Linked DNA regions of Mus musculus: region 2 is linked to region 1. Evidence: chromatin contacts called from public HiChIP or PLAC-seq data. All regions are on one chromosome and are shown on one strand. Each heading gives the region's core, a stretch centred on a gene start, on an enhancer-like site or on the middle of the called end of the contact. The rest is flanking DNA. Distances are from core to core; before and after follow the strand shown. Region 1 overlaps Tep1 (telomerase associated protein 1). Region 2 holds the start of Ang (angiogenin, ribonuclease, RNase A family, 5).

The links. HiChIP or PLAC-seq counts read pairs in DNA pulled down with a chosen protein or histone mark.
Region 2: a contact with region 1 is called in an H3K4me3 HiChIP or PLAC-seq map of the 230-238 cell line, with 34 read pairs. The contact joins the promoter of Ang here to the enhancer-like site in region 1. A contact is called at or near these places in 3 of 39 promoter capture datasets (embryonic stem cells, macrophages and neural stem cells), 1 of 15 datasets of contacts at CTCF or cohesin (the NIH/3T3 cell line), 4 of 484 Hi-C or Micro-C datasets (CD4 T cells, the G1E-ER4 cell line, bone marrow-derived macrophages and 1 more), 29 of 115 datasets of contacts at active chromatin or transcription factors (the 230-238 cell line, the HPC-7 cell line, the NIH/3T3 cell line and 21 more) and 4 of 9 other capture datasets (adipose tissue, liver, macrophages and 1 more).

The regions. Positions count from the first base shown.
Region 1 is chr14:50,821,985-50,826,466 of GRCm38.p6, reverse strand. It overlaps Tep1 (telomerase associated protein 1), which reads left to right. Exons shown (of 55, transcript NM_009351.2): 52 at 1,306-1,411; 53 at 1,518-1,735; 54 at 1,858-1,962; 55 at 2,177-2,406. The coding sequence ends at 2,299. Among named protein-coding and RNA genes, the nearest start is that of Gm52116, 12 kb to the left of the region's middle. Within about 2 kb of position 2,191, at least 75 of the 459 cell types and tissues checked have an H3K27ac peak or open chromatin away from gene starts, as enhancers often do. A contact at or near this core is called in the 230-238 cell line, the G1E-ER4 cell line, adipose tissue and 5 more, where this site is marked.
Region 2 is chr14:51,093,950-51,098,431 of GRCm38.p6, reverse strand. It overlaps Ang (angiogenin, ribonuclease, RNase A family, 5), which reads right to left and starts at 2,432. Exons shown (of 2, transcript NM_007447.3): 1 at 1,959-2,432. It overlaps Rnase4 (ribonuclease, RNase A family 4), which reads right to left and starts at 2,432. Exons shown (of 2, transcript NM_201239.3): 1 at 1,959-2,432.

The DNA of each region.
Region 1 (4,482 bases), core at 942-3,441:
TCCTTCCTTCCTTCCTTCCTTCCTTCCTTCCTTCTCCTTTCCAGTTGTTTTGAGACAAGGGCTCATTATATAGCCATGACTGACCTGGAGCTCACTGACATCTGCTTGCCTCTGCTTCCTGAGTGCAAAGAGATGAGTGACACTGTGCTTGGCTCTTTTACATCTTAATTTGTGTGTGTGTGTATGTGTGTGTGTGTGTGTGTGTGTGTGTTTGGGGGGCACTTGTAAGCCATAGTATGTTTGTGGAAGTTAGAAGACAACTTGGTGAGGTTGGTTCTCTTCTTCTACTGTTTGATCTAGAGATCAAACTCTGTTGTGAGGCTTGCTGGCAATTGCTCCTACCTGCTGAGCCATCTCTCCTCTCCAGGCTTTCTGTGCAGCTCTTGCTGTCCTGTCTGGGGACTCACTCCATATAGCAGGCAGGCTGGCCTAGAACTTAGAGATATGCCTCCCTAGTTCTGGGATTAAAGGCTTGTGCCACCATGCCTGTCTCCTAGGTTTCCTAGTTGTGATTTTTTTTTTTTTTTTTTTTTTGGTTTCTGTCAGTATTAGCATTTTAAGGTCAAGGGCTACACCGTGTCTCTGTCATGGTGCATGGTGCAGGTACCTCACAGATGCTTTATGCTTAACTGTTTGGGATTCTGTCAGAGCTAGATTTCATTCCCAAGATTCCTAAGGTCTCTTGTTTCTGGAAAGTTTTAAGAAATCCTAATCGGATACCTACTAAAGTTACGTACAAAGTCTGTCTAGAAAGCAGTGATTCTGTTCCTAAATATGTACTTAAGTGAAAGAAGTATACATAGTCCCCAAATGCCAGGCCCAGACACGTCTGTGTTAGCCTAAATTCAACATAGCCCAACCTGGACATGCAATTCTCAGTATGTAACTGCATGACAGCAGAAAGTAGAACATGATAAGTAGGGAAATACAGACATGTCCTTCTGCAAAGGAAGCCAGTCACAAACATGGCCACACTACAGAGATCTCACTGATGTGGAGTTTGTAATAAGTGGAGACACTTAAATCTGCTGCCAGCTTTCGGGCTCTCCTACCAACTGGGACTGGGCATGAGAACAACATCGAGAACTGTTCCACATCTCCACCTAGGGGCACTGCATGGGTAGATCTTACATGCATTCACTTGATGCATGTATTTTATTTGTAGGTGTGGTGGGTTTTAGTTTTTTGTCTTTTGTTTTTGTGTAATACTAATATTTTGTGTCATATATATCCTGTCTTAGAGCTTTGATAGTGGCGTTGTGTCATGAACTAAACAAAGTTACCTCTCTACCTATCCCTTCACAGGAGCAAAAGGAGTCAGGGGAGTTTGAAGAGATCCTGGACTTCAATCTGAACTTAAATAATCCTAATGGGTCCCCAGTATCAATCACTCAGGCCAAACCTGAGTCTGGTTAGTGGGAGAAGAAGGGCCAGAGTGCTCTTTCTGGGGTGGCTTAGGGGAGGCTTGTGGGTCCTCAAGGCTTGAGCCCTGGCTAACTCTGCTCTTAAAATGGCAGAATCATCCCTTTTGTGCGCCACCTCTGATGGGATGCTGTGGAACTTATCTGAATGTACCTCAGAGGGAGAATGGATCGTAGATAACATTTGGCAGAAAAAAGCAAAAAAACCTAAAACTCAGACTCTGGAGACAGAGTTGTCCCCGCACTCAGAGTTGGATTTTTCCATTGATTGCTGGATTGATCCCACAAATTTAAAGGCACAGCAGTGTAAAAAGGTGAGCTTGGAGGGAGGGGTCATAGAGGGAGGCGGTTCTAAATCTGGCTCAGCAGCAGCCTTTGCTGCTTCAGTAAGTGAAAGGTCTCCCTGAGAACTCATGTTGTTCCCCTCCTTTCCGAGATCCACTTGGGCTCTGTCACAGCCCTCCATGTGCTTCCGGGATTGCTGGTGACAGCTTCGAAGGACAGAGATGTTAAGCTGTGGGAGAGACCCAGTATGCAGCTGGTAAGTGTGGGTCTCTGTGTGCACACGTGCACACAAGCGGAGAAAGGGCTAGTGCAAGAAAATGAATGCAGGCTAAGGCGTGTCAACGAAATGAAAGTTGTTTTTCTCAGTCTCTCTTGGTGTGGCCTGTTTCTAAGATATTGATTTGAGAGAAAGATAACAAGGAGACCTCAGGCCTATAGTTTCACTTCCCCCGTTTCTGTTCCTGTTTCAGCTGGGCTTGTTCCGATGTGAAGGGCCAGTGAGCTGTCTGGAACCTTGGATGGAGCCCAGCTCTCCCCTGCAGCTTGCTGTGGGAGACACACAAGGAAACTTGTATTTTCTATCTTGGGAATGAAGATGCAGTACTCAGGACAAAGATGATGTCAACAGATGCTGCTAGCCTGAAGACACCTGTGTCTATATTCTTAGTAAGATTATAAAACTAAAATGTTGAGAGATCTAGAGTGTATGCCCGATTGTGTTCGCTGGTGATTTTAGATCAACGGGGAGGGCTCTGGATATTCCTTTCTAATTTAACATCTAAGGAGAACTGCAGGAACATGAGCATCTTTAACACGCAGATTCTATTCCTGTGTCCCTTTCTGGCCTAAGTTCTAAGGTCCACTCTTGTCAGAAGGAAGGAAGGCTATTGGTGGCCAGTACTTAGTTTGAAGAGACCTGAGGAATTCTCGTTTGGTCATGAAAGGACACAAGAGCGAGTTAAAGTCAGTAGACGTGCAAGCATTTAGGAAAAAACGGATAGACCTAGGACTGTGCTGGGTTCCTGTCACAGACTCAGCCCTCTCCCCAGAACTAACTGGCCAGAGTGGGAAACCCAGGCACCAAAGGCAGAATGAGTCTTTGGACTTTACATTTGACTTGCAAGCATTCATTGGTAGACTAATTGGCACTCTTACAGAGATCACAAATCTATTTCTCCCTCAAATTGAAGTTCATGGAGCTGAGAGATGGATCTGCCATTAAGAGCACTGGTCACTCTTACAGAGAACTGGGTTTTGATTCTTAGTGCCTACACGGTGGCTTACAACTTGCTGTAACTCCAGTTCTAGGAAACCCATCGCCCTCTTCTGGCCTCCATAGGCAATGCTCACATGTGGTACACAGACATACAGCCAAAACACTCATTCATATACATAAAAGAAAAATAAATCTCATAAAGTGTTCTTTAAAAAGAAGTCAGCCCATGATGGTTCATAATCCCAGTTCAGAGGCAGGGGTATTTGGGAGGTGGAATTTGAATTCAAGGCCAGCCTGGTCTATAGGGGGAGTTCCACGATAGCCAGGACTATATAGAGAAACCTTATCTTGAAGAACAAAGGAAGGAAAAATGAAACTAAAATGAAGTCGATAGAGCTTACAACATATTGACAAGTGGAGTAATCATGCCATGGATTTACGTTGCTTACTTACAAGGTTCTGGCCTTGAACGCAGAGGTCTACCTGACTCCTTCCTCACCTCCTGAGTGCTGGGATGAAAGGTCTGAGATCCCATGCCTGACTCGGTAATCCTTACTATAAAGCATAGCATATGGCTGTAGTCTGTATTAGGAGGCCAAGGAAGGAGGATTTTTCTTGAATTTTAGGCCATGCTGGCCTACATAGCCAGTTCTGAGACAGCCGGGTATCTAGAGTGAGATCCTGTCTTGTACTCTTTAGAAAAGTTTATAACACCCACATCTGTTCTTACGTTTTTTAAAGTTACTTTTACTTATGTGTCGATGTCTCTGTGTGTAAGAGGGTGCCTTGAAGGTCAGAAGACAGTGTTGGACCTGGAGCTAGAGGTACGGAAAATTGAGAGCTACCTGAGATGGGTGCTGGGAACCAAACTCTAGTCCTCTGGAGAGCAGCGCACTATAGTAACCACTGGACCATTTCTCTAGCCAGTTGTATTAGTGGTATAATACTTAAAGAGAGTAGGTAGATTTGGCTAGATCCTTATCAGTGAAGCCATTTATACAAACATGAACATCTGTTTTAAGGCAAAGAGTATGCAGTTTTTTGACAGTTGATGATGATTAGGATATCTTGTAGAACTGGTATAATTAAGAGGATTTTGATGGGGAAAGTGAATCTTTTGAGCCTGTATTCTGTCTACAGTAACATTTAACAGACACCAATTTGCAGGGGAAAAGTGAATTTAACAGGGGAAAGCATTAGCCCTCATTAGTGTCCTTCAGTGGAGAAGCTATATACTGTGAGAGAATAGAATCCAGAGTAACCTGTCACTACAGTGGGATACAGAGGAACTTCCTGGAAATGAAGACAGTACTGATAGCAGAAGAAATAAGTGATTGAGGGCTAAGGAGATGGCTTAGCAGTTATGAGCACATTCTACTCTTGCAGAGGACTTGTTATCAAAATTCTCTAGAGGAATAACAGAACAGAGAATGAACACACACACACACACCCCACCCCACCCCCACATTTTAAGGAAATTTAGAAGGGTTTACAGATTGCAGTCTAGGTAGTTCAACAATGGCTGTCTTCCAATGGAAAGGCTAAGAACCCAGTGGTTGC
Region 2 (4,482 bases), core at 1,183-3,682, 270 kb before region 1:
CCTATACTTAAACCCAGGTTGCGGGGAATGGGAACTGGTAGGCTCACTCAGAGTGCCTAAAGTTGCCAGGCTCTGGGTATTTAGGACACCAAAGCAAAAGCAATAATGTGGAGGATCCTAATGCTAAGGCTATCATATAGCAAACAGTTACCAGCTATTGGGTTTCATGGCTGCTGTTTCCAAACACACCATGTGATCTTAGGGAAACAACCATATACCTGTCCATACTTCCTTCTGCTCTATAATCTACAGCTGACAGGGATCTGTATTCTTTACTTGAATCATAATGCTGGCTTCACAGCAGGCTCTCAATATCTCTCTGATAGTTTCCTTCCTTTTTCTCTTTAGGCCTATGCTTTACCATCCATAAATGAGAGGGGTTCCAGCTTTGAAAGTGTATGGTTCTTACTAAGCTAATGGATTCTTTACCGGTTTCAGGAGCCAAATCTAGCAACACTGGAATTGCAGCGGCAAATTTATATAACCTTAGTTGATGATACAAGGTACCAACTGGAAGAAATCGGTGATGGGTGACCTTGGTCCAGTCTCACTGAAACACATCTTCCCTGAAGGATCTCTGGGTAAGCCAAGGCTCTGTACCATGAACACTACATAGGGGGGTCTTCATCCTAAAAAGATACTTGCTATTTAGACTTTGAAAGCTCTCAGGCCTATGTGGCCAGGAAAGGGGTTACTTGCTTCTAATTTGCAGAAATTCCACATTAATTTTTACCAACTCACCCAATGCAGTCTCTCATAATGGTTTCTCTAAAACACCCAGGGAGCAACTTCCAGCAGAACACCTCAACCACCAGTGTCTACTGTCCACTCCCTTGAAACTGTCTCACTGTGTGTTTAACTCTAACACTCCCCCCAAAGCCAGACAAGGTATAATTGTGAGAAAACAAGCGAGAGTGTTATTGTTAGAGAGTGCAGGTGTAAATCTGCCATGGCCAAAGGTACTGAACCTTAGTCGCATACACAACAATGACTGTCATTCGGATTTCTGCAGTGGAATAGTTCCAACTCTTGTGCAGACTCAGTTTACCCATTCTTAACCAGGTAGTGCTCACAGGAATCCGGGTTGGCAGTGCTATGTAGACTAGACATGTAGCAAACTACCTGCAGCTGGGGTGGCAATGTGATAAACACCCTTCTCCTAGGTATACTCTCCCTACTTTGTGTATCTTCATAACAGTCCAACTGGACTAGAACACCCTGTGCCTGGTCTTCCTCCTGTCTTTCCTCCTTTCTCCCCTCAACCTAGCATCTTTTGATCTTGGTTCATGTTCCTCTTTGTTTTTAAGGAGCGTCCATAACTTTTTCTTTTTTCTTCCTTCTTTTTTTTTTTTAGGAAAGAATTGAGTAGGAAATACTGCTGAAAGTACTTCCTGATTCCGGGTTTTCCTTTTTTTTTTTTTTTTTTTTTTTTCTTTTCTTTTCTTTCCTTTTTCTTTTTGGAGACAGGCTTTCTCTGGGTAGCCCTGGCTGTCCTGGAACTCACTTTATAGACCAGACTGGCCTTGAACTCAGAGATCTGCCTGCCTCTACCACCCCAGTGCTGAAATTAAAGGTGTGGACCACCACCACCAGACTCGGGGTTTTCCTTATTATTCCTGCCAAGCCAAGCTTGTTATGGAGGAAACACGACAGATCACATGCCCTTCTGCAAATGGCTTCCTAAGCCTTTGGGGGCTTTTAATCACAATTGAAGAAACCCTCCTATATCTCCATCTCCTTGATCGAAATCCCATTAATTGCTTCCCAGATACAAACCACACCAAATAATCCTGTTTTCATTTTAAATTTTAACTCTTACTCGTTTTCTTTTTAATGTGCAAGTTTGAGTCCAGAAAGCGTAAGGGGTGTTAGTCAGTTTCACTAAAATAGATGAACTGCTAGAAAGAGCACAGAGGAAAAGAAGCAGAGAGTTGAACACCCACAAGGAAGAATCTTACCAAAGCTGGCCAGCTTTCCTCCGACTGGGAATGTGTCCAGCTGCGTGCTCCTGGAGACAGGGTCCTGCGGTGTGAAGCTAGAGGCTCCTCACAGGCTGGTAATATACAGTGCTCATGTGACGGGGTGGGGAGAACCTATCTAAGGATCTTTACTTTGGCAGCGACTTGTAAACCAAGGCCACTAATCATGGGCAAACAAGGAGTCATTCACCTTTCCCCTGAGCATGCCTGGGTCAAATATTAACCACCTGGTGGACCACACATCTCTTTCAGCAATGATAATGTTTGCTAAGCACGGCCTTTTGTTCCTAAGCTGCCTCTTTCCTTATGTGTATGGTCCTTATCCTTGCTCAGGGTAGGACTGAAGTTTCACTGTGCATATGCCATAGATCCAAAAACATATTATCCCTGACGTTCAGGCCAACTTCAGGAACTACTTTGAAAGAAGTCTAAAGGAAGGAGTGAGGCAACTGTGCCCCCACCTCTCCAACCCCCAGAAATACACACAGCACTTCCTGGGCTCCTCCTCCCTCTGTCCATCCTCTGGAGAAAAAAGAATATATATTTATGGCTACTCAGCTTCCTGTTCTTTAAAGCACAGTTGCAAAACCAGCTGTCTACATCTAAGCATTATGGGAACCAAGTACAGAAGAAATTATGCATGTCTGCTCTGCTTATGAGGTAACTCTAAGATCGAAGAGTAGACAAGCCACGGGGTCAGACTTCTAAAACCCAGAAAGTACACAGTGAGGTAGTGAAGAAATCTACTAGAATTGTTCTAACAGATTCATCTTCAAGGCTGGACAGATCGCTCAGTGGTTGCAGGCACTTACTCAGGTTCAGTTCTCAGACCCACATGGCAGTTCCCAACCATATGTAGTGATGCCTTCATCTGGTCTCCCTGGGCATTGCATATGTGTGGTACACAGACATACATGCAGATAAATAAATACATACAATTTTAAAAGTTGCCATACATTTATCTTGTATATAGGGCAAAGTTGCAATATTTTAGCTCCTTGTCAATTTCTAGATTTTGCTCCATCATTGTGTAGATATTTATGTGTGATTTAAGCTGTACTAATTTCTAAAAGCAAAAATAGGGATGGGAGACCTACAGGTTGTCAGCGGAGTAGAGGTGGAGGCAGGGGCAAAGCATCTCTCACTGTGTGGAAGCGTGCTGGGGATGTCTGAGGTGAGTCTGGGCACAAAAAAAAAAAAAAAAAAAAAAAAACGAGAGCATCAGCTGACTCGCCGTAGCAGGAGGAAGAATTCAGCACTCCAGCATCTTCAGACTCCCTCAGCAAGGCTGGTCCTCTGTGTGGCAGGAACAGGGAACCCTCAGAAAGCAGCAAAAATGCAAGCAGGCAGCTTTGGGGCGCTGACTTGCAGACATGTTCACACCCGGACTTGGGAACACTTGGGGAAGACTGCACTGGTATAAAGGACCCACAGTACGGTCGGGATGGATCTGGATTCACTTCCGTTGGTGTAACTGAAGAAATGGGCTGCCAACATTCCTTTAAGTTAGTTAATCTCAGTGTCTCTCCATTGGGTGGATCCTTTCCAGAGAAGAATTTTTACTTACTCATTTCTATATTCTCAGTGACTGACACATAAGTCCTCATCAACTGATCTAGAGCCTCTAACCACGAAAAACATTCTGGGCTTCTCTTTAAAGGTTCAGAGATGCAAGATTTGGTAGCAGTTATTAAATAAACTTGATTGCTAAGCCGAGCAATCTCTGGCTGTGGGAGCTGGAAGATGCTTCCCCTGGGGTCTGATGAGGTCATTGGAGGTGTTGCAATGAACCTGGGAGTGTTCTACACTTGCCTGCAAAAAGTTCTGAAATCAGTTAGTTTGCCTTCACCAATGAGCTTTTGTTCCTGACCACAGAGCAGACTCTAAGAGTGTAAAGTCTTTTAAAAAGCAAACCCCTAATTCCAGCAGCACTTGGGAGGCAGAGGCAGGTGGATCTCTGTGAGTTTGAGGTCAGCCTGGTCTACAGAGCTAGTTCTAGAACAGCCAGGGCTGTGCAGAGAAATCCTGTCTCAACAAACAAGCAAGCAAGCGAACAAGCAAAAGCTGCCCAGAATGTGCACATCGCAATGGATACACTTCCTAAGAACGGGGCCTGACAGCTTGAGAAGGAAGAGTGGCTGGCATGAAGACTTGGAAAGGGCCCAAACCTCAACACTTTTCAGCTTTGTTGAGGCACAGCCCAGCTTGAAGGTCCCCTTTGTCCTTGTCTGCTCCCTCCTGCACTCAACCCAACTGTGAGCTGAAAGGAAATGAGAAGAAGACTAAGCTGTTATAGCCTAATTTTGGGGTACTAGAGTCCCCTGAAAGGGAGACCTAGTCACATCCTGACCAGTGTCCATTAGACAAGTGCCAAGCATGTTTTGACAAATGCCAGCATTTAAACTGTTTCAGAAGTACAGAGAAAGATAGCACTCAGGGTCTTCAGGGTGAGGCCACTCTACTGGTATCCAACCTGTCACCGAAATGCTCAGTGTGCAAACAT